2 separate regions of the Mus musculus genome follow, and region 1 is linked to region 2. A link is a contact called in public promoter capture Hi-C data. All regions are on one chromosome and are shown on one strand. Each heading gives the region's core, a stretch centred on a gene start, on an enhancer-like site or on the middle of the called end of the contact. The rest is flanking DNA. Distances are from core to core; before and after follow the strand shown.

What was found. Promoter capture Hi-C pulls out the DNA fragments that hold promoters and counts their contacts.
Region 1: a contact with region 2 is called in a promoter capture Hi-C map of embryonic stem cells, with 11 times the contacts expected there. The contact joins the promoter of Pcsk1 here to the promoter of Erap1 in region 2. A contact is called at or near these places in 15 of 39 promoter capture datasets (the 3T3-L1 cell line, 3T3-L1-derived adipocytes, the C10 cell line and 10 more), 6 of 484 Hi-C or Micro-C datasets (cerebral cortex, cortical neurons, embryonic stem cells and 1 more), 7 of 115 datasets of contacts at active chromatin or transcription factors (bone marrow-derived macrophages, embryonic stem cells, forebrain and 2 more) and 1 of 9 other capture datasets (pancreatic islet).

Annotation. Positions count from the first base shown.
Region 1 is chr13:75,088,523-75,091,222 of GRCm38.p6, forward strand. It overlaps Pcsk1 (proprotein convertase subtilisin/kexin type 1), which reads left to right and starts at 1,335. Exons shown (of 14, transcript NM_013628.3): 1 at 1,335-1,719. The coding sequence starts at 1,540.
Region 2 is chr13:74,638,394-74,641,233 of GRCm38.p6, forward strand. Erap1 (endoplasmic reticulum aminopeptidase 1) reads left to right here and starts at 1,460. Exons shown (of 19, transcript NM_030711.5): 1 at 1,460-1,500.

The DNA of each region.
Region 1 (2,700 bases), core at 85-2,584, 450 kb after region 2:
CTCCCTTTAGGAGGTTAAATAATCTTTTTCAGAAAAAAAAAATACACCTCTCAATTTCTTTTCCTTGCCAAGTAGGCCCGGTGAACAAGATGCACATAGTAACCATCATGACCCTCATCAGACTTCCACTAAGGCTTCCTAGTTTGCTGTTCAAAGGAGGGAAAGACCCAGGTCAAACAGAAAGCTGCTGAGAGCTGGCCAGGGCAGCAGCGCCCTTTCTGCTCAGAAGGCTTTCATAGAGGCACTGAGATTATCGCTGTCCACACATCGGTGCTGAATATTAAAGGCTGGGGTTTGCTCTCCTCTGTTCAATCCCTCCAGTTAGAGTCCATCAAGGCAGTATGATTGCTGTTTCGAAGGTGGGCATAGGGACGTTCTCTTATTCTCCCTCTAAGGGCAATCTGTATTCCACAAAGATTCTTGCTGTATTTTATGTGAAAGTACCAGCACAGCTTCAAGTCAGTGCCAAAGTTAAAATCTCCAGTGAGGGAAAAATAGAAAGTTCTGGGTTAATGAAACTTGCCACCTCCCTCACTGAGTCGATATGAAAGTCTTTGGGGCTCTGAACCTCCTCGTTGAAAATTTAAAACATGTTTCTATGTTAAAAACTCATGTTGCTAATCAATCAGTCTTCCTTTTCTCCTTTTTAATGTAAACACTGTAATGATGGTGGCCCTGGGCTCCAAATGATCTGGGGTCGAATTTTAGAAACTGCTTTAGTAGGGGTCAGAAGCAAGAGAGGAGGAATTACGAGTGATTTAAAACGCACTATAAAAATGTTGTTTCAACACTGTGTAGAGGAAGTGCTTATTTCCTTACAGGATTTGAAACAATGCATCAGGTAGCTTCGCTCCTCTGCTCCCAGCCTCTGAAAGATCAAAACACGAGTCCTAGATTGTGTCTGTTTTATAACAAATGCTGATACTCAAGAACCATTATAAGAATTCTATCATCACCAGGCACATTCATAGGAGATATAAGGTAAGATAGAGAAAATAGATGGAAGGCGGGGGTGGGAGGTAGGGAGTGAGGGGTAATTGTTGTGCTTCCTGCCTTGGGATCTTGGTAGTTATATTCAAATGAGGCGGTTCTCTTTGAAGAATGGAGATGTTTCTCACAGCTACAGTATTTATGAACAGGCAGCAGAACTGACCGATCCCACCAGTTTCTTTTCCTTTTCTTAATCCTTCCCTGCCTATTTTAGTCACTTCTCCACCCCGCCGGGAATACCATCCAGTTCTCAGTCCAGGTAGATCTGACGTCAAGAGATGGCTTTCGTCGATTTGACGTGTAAACACTCATTTCTATTCTGGTTGGTAAGGCTGGGGCTCCACTCAGTCGGGAGACTGAAGCACTTTAGTGAGCGCTCGCTCTCGCCGCCCAGCCTCTCCCAGTGAGCCTCTAGCTCTAGTAGAGCAACCCAGAGCCAGGAGAGGTTTTAAGCTGCTGGGTGGAAAGGTCGAGTCTAGCTGGTGTGTCTCTGATCTTGCTTCTTTTCTCCCAGCCCTTCCTACTTGTGTGAGAACAAGGTTTTGAGCCATGGAGCAAAGAGGTTGGACTCTGCAGTGTACTGCTTTCGCCTTCTTTTGCGTTTGGTGTGCACTAAACAGTGTAAAAGCAAAGAGGCAGTTTGTTAATGAATGGGCGGCGGAGATCCCCGGAGGGCAAGAAGCTGCCTCTGCCATCGCCGAAGAACTGGGGTATGACCTTTTGGGTCAGGTAAGAGTTTCCACTTTCGAAAAACTTTCTGGGGCTTAAGGACTCTGGTAGGGCTAAAGTGAAGTGGGAGCCGCTTGCGCTACCCGGCGCCCAGTGTCGCAAGCAGCTCGGAGAATCCTCCCCCTGCTCGCGCTTTTAGAGGAGAAATGCTTGCATTATTTACTGTTTGGGCTGGGCGCCGCTAAACAAGAGGAAGCTGCTCAGCCGACACTGTTCTCTCTGTTGTTGGCTCTAGACTTGAAATCCTCTTCCTCGAGGTTTGGAAAATGAAATAAAAAGCCTTTTACGTTTGTTCGGGGAACTTGAAGGTGCACAGGGGCTCTCGTCTATCTTGGGAAAGGAAGTGAGCTCGGTCCCCTGGGACACAGGAGGCTTGCGGCCAGAGCTGACGCTTTCCTTCTTTTTCAATATGGCAGCACCAGCTCCCAGTACTGAAAACAGGGGACAGGCAGGCTTGAAGATTCCTGAGTGTAAGGGCGCGCCCAGCTGCTGGTACTAGTGACTCCCCAGTCAGGTGATGGTGGTGGTAGTTCAGAATCTGTAGGGGAAACTGGAAGGGGATTAGGTAGGGGAAAAAGTCCGAGCATCGCCAGTGGGGGAGTTCAGGATTTTCCCTGATAACTTGTGAAGTCTGAGCTTCCTAACTTTGCATGGCCAGTGTCTTAGCATGGTCTGGTTGCAGAAATGACTGTGGGGAAAGGATCTCTTTCTGTCTTGTACCTCGGCCGTGTGCACAAACATTTCCTGGGGTTTTCGGGTTATGAGATAAACTGATATTTGTCCAAGTGTATGCTGAATTAACAGACAGGTGGGGAGGGGTGCGCAGAAGCATTAAGTTGGAGTCTGCTTGGCAGAGCAGTCCCAAAAGAGAATCACAGAGGGTGTGATTTCTAATCTGAGCATTTCTTTCCCTTGAAATGGAGTCAAACCCCTCACCATTGCCAGGGAAATTGTCCACAGTTAAGGGGGGAGAGGAGGGAG
Region 2 (2,840 bases), core at 210-2,709:
GTCCAGGCTGGACTATATATGATGCTTTATCTCTTGGGGTGGGAGAAAGGATATTATATTATCCACCTTAATCAGGCCTAGTTTATGTTGTGCATAAATGTGCTAGTTTGAATAAGTTTAGCCCTCATAGACTGATGTGTTTCTATGCTTGGCCCATAGGGAGTGGCACTATGAAGAGGTGTGGCCTTGTTAGAGGAAGTCCATCACTGTGGAGTTGGGCTTTGAGCTAACCAATGCTCAAGCTCTGAACAGTGTAGAATCTGAGTATTCTTCTGGCTACATTCGGATCAAATATAACGCTTGGTTCCTCCAGCACAAGTCTGCCTGCACCATTCCATACTTCTCACCATGCTGATAATGGACTAAACCTCTGAAACTGTAACCCAGCCCCCAATTAAATGTTTTCCTTTGTAAGAAAAAAAAATGTCCCTGGTGGTACATAGTTTTTGCAAAAACAAGCATTGAAAACAGTGTTGAGAAATAATGCTCAGAGGCTTGGATGCCAAGTTCTCAAAGGGCAGGACACTGAGAACTAGGCCTAAGCAAACTGGGGAACAGCCAGGATAATATTTGGACAGGAACTAGAATGTGTGTTTGATTACTTCTGTGTAAAACTGGCTTTAAATTTATTTATTTAAATGTAGGAGTGCTGCATGTTCACCTACCTGCCAGAAGAGGGCATCAGATTCCTTTCTAGATGGTCGTGAGCCACCCTATAGTTTCTTGGGAATTGAACAAATGAACTCTGAAAGAGCAGCGGGTTCTTAACCACTAAGCCATCTAACCTTGCCTGGCAGCGGTAGCACACGCCTTTGATCCCGGCTCTCCAGGCGGATCGGCAAGTACGAGGTCAGACTGATCTACAGCTAGGGCTGTTTCAAGACAGCTAGGGCTGCACAGAGAAATCCTGTGTTGAAAAACCAAAAATAAATAAATAAATAGCAATCCTCTGTAGTGTAGTGTCTTTTCCTTATTAGGGGTAGGGAAGTTCTGGGGGCCACCTCTAATCTCCCCCCCCCCCCCCCCAGCATATAAGGTACCTACACTGAACAGAAAATCCCCAGAGCACTCAGAATTTGACTTCCCAGGTTGAATCTTTTGGGGGTGGGGCAGGGCTCTCAGATGAAAACATCTGCATCCAATAGGTGTCCTTCCAAGTTGGCAGGCCAATGCCATTTTGAGCACTACCTTTGCACATTGCTGCATTTCTTCCGTTAGTGAAGTTAGCAAACAAAACAAATACACCACGAGATGTGGAGGAGAAAAAAGTCCACGTTTTGATGGGTGCGCCTCCCTGCCTGGTGCTCTGCCAGTCCTGGAGAATGCATTCCCTATCAGGGTCCCTAACTTTGAGTTCCCGAAGCCCTGGCTAGATCCCTTAGGCTTGCTCTCTTTTAGCGCCTTAGCAGGTTCACTTCACCCTCAGCCCCACGTGCCCTGCCGGTCCACCTTCACTTTCACTTTCGGTCCCGGGCGGCCAGACTGGCGGCTGTGATGAAGGTGAGGAGTCTCGGCCTGGCCCGGTGGAGGACTGGGCCCGCACGGTACAGGGCTGTGGGCAGCTGAGGGTGGGCTCTGGCTAACCGACCCCGGTGGAGGCCCGGGCTCAAGTGCGCAGGACGGGCGCGGAGGATCGGGAGCAGGAGTCTGAGCACGCCGAGGAGCGTGAAGCCCCGGCAGGGCGCTGCTGGCCGGCCCGGCCCGGAGAAAGCCGAGGCTGCCGGGCCGGCGTACTCGCTGGCTCGAGTGAGTCACTGGCAGGAGCTGACCACGAGCCGCCTAGCTGCTGGAGACTGGCCAGCGGTCCATCCCACTAAAGCCTAATGGCGACCAGGGAGGACTGGGCGGACCTAGGGAGCGGCCTGTGGAGAACACCTTGAGAGTATTCCCAGAGAAAGCGAAGAAGCGCTGGGGAGGGCACAGAGTGTCCGGAAGGCTCCCTCTCTTCCGCCTGTACTCCCTGCAAACCGGGCCCCACTCCCAACTCGGTCCCTCTCCCCCTCCCTCTCCCGCTCCCCTCTCCCTCCCCCTCCCGCTCCTGATCACTATCTGGATCCCGCCCCCCAAGGCTACATGAGGCCATTATAGAGAAAGCTTTATTTGAACTTGTTTGAGCAAAATGAGTGCCTTTTCTGTTATGTTGCTAGAATGGTTAATTTCCTAAGAGGAAGGGAAGGACCAAGAGAACACACTTTGTTTAAACTTTTATTGATGGTTCTTTGGGTAACCCGGGTTTGGAAAGACAAACTGTGTTTTCTTTAGAAAGCCAGAATTCCTGTCAGCTCCATATATGGTCAATAATTTAAAACCTTTTTAAAATTGGCCACAGTTGTCAAAGCTCCCACCTCCACCCCTTTCCTGCCATAGGTTTTTTTTTTTTTTTTTTTTTTTTTTTTTTTAGATTTATTTATTATATGTAAGTACACTGTAGCTGTCTTCAGACACACCAGAAGAGGGCATCAGATCTTGTTACGGATGGTTGTGAGCCACCATGTGGTTGCTGGGATTTGAACTCCGGACCTTCAGAAGAGCAGTCTGGTGCTCTTACCCACTGAGCCATCTCACCAGCCCCCTCCACCCCTTTCCTGATCAGATTTGGAAATGTACCTTGAATCAGCAGCTTTTTAAGGTGGCCCCAAGAGGAAAATTCTAGTATATTTACATAGTTTTAATTCTGCATTGAAATACTTTGTTAGAAGTGACGAGCCATTTTCAGTGCATGTTAACAGAAGTTGGATTATCCTGGGGGCTGTTTGAAAGCTTATGTGTTGCTGAGATTGTTTTACATTCAGTCCTAATACAAGTGGGAAATCATCCAAACAATTACCTTTAACTTCCCT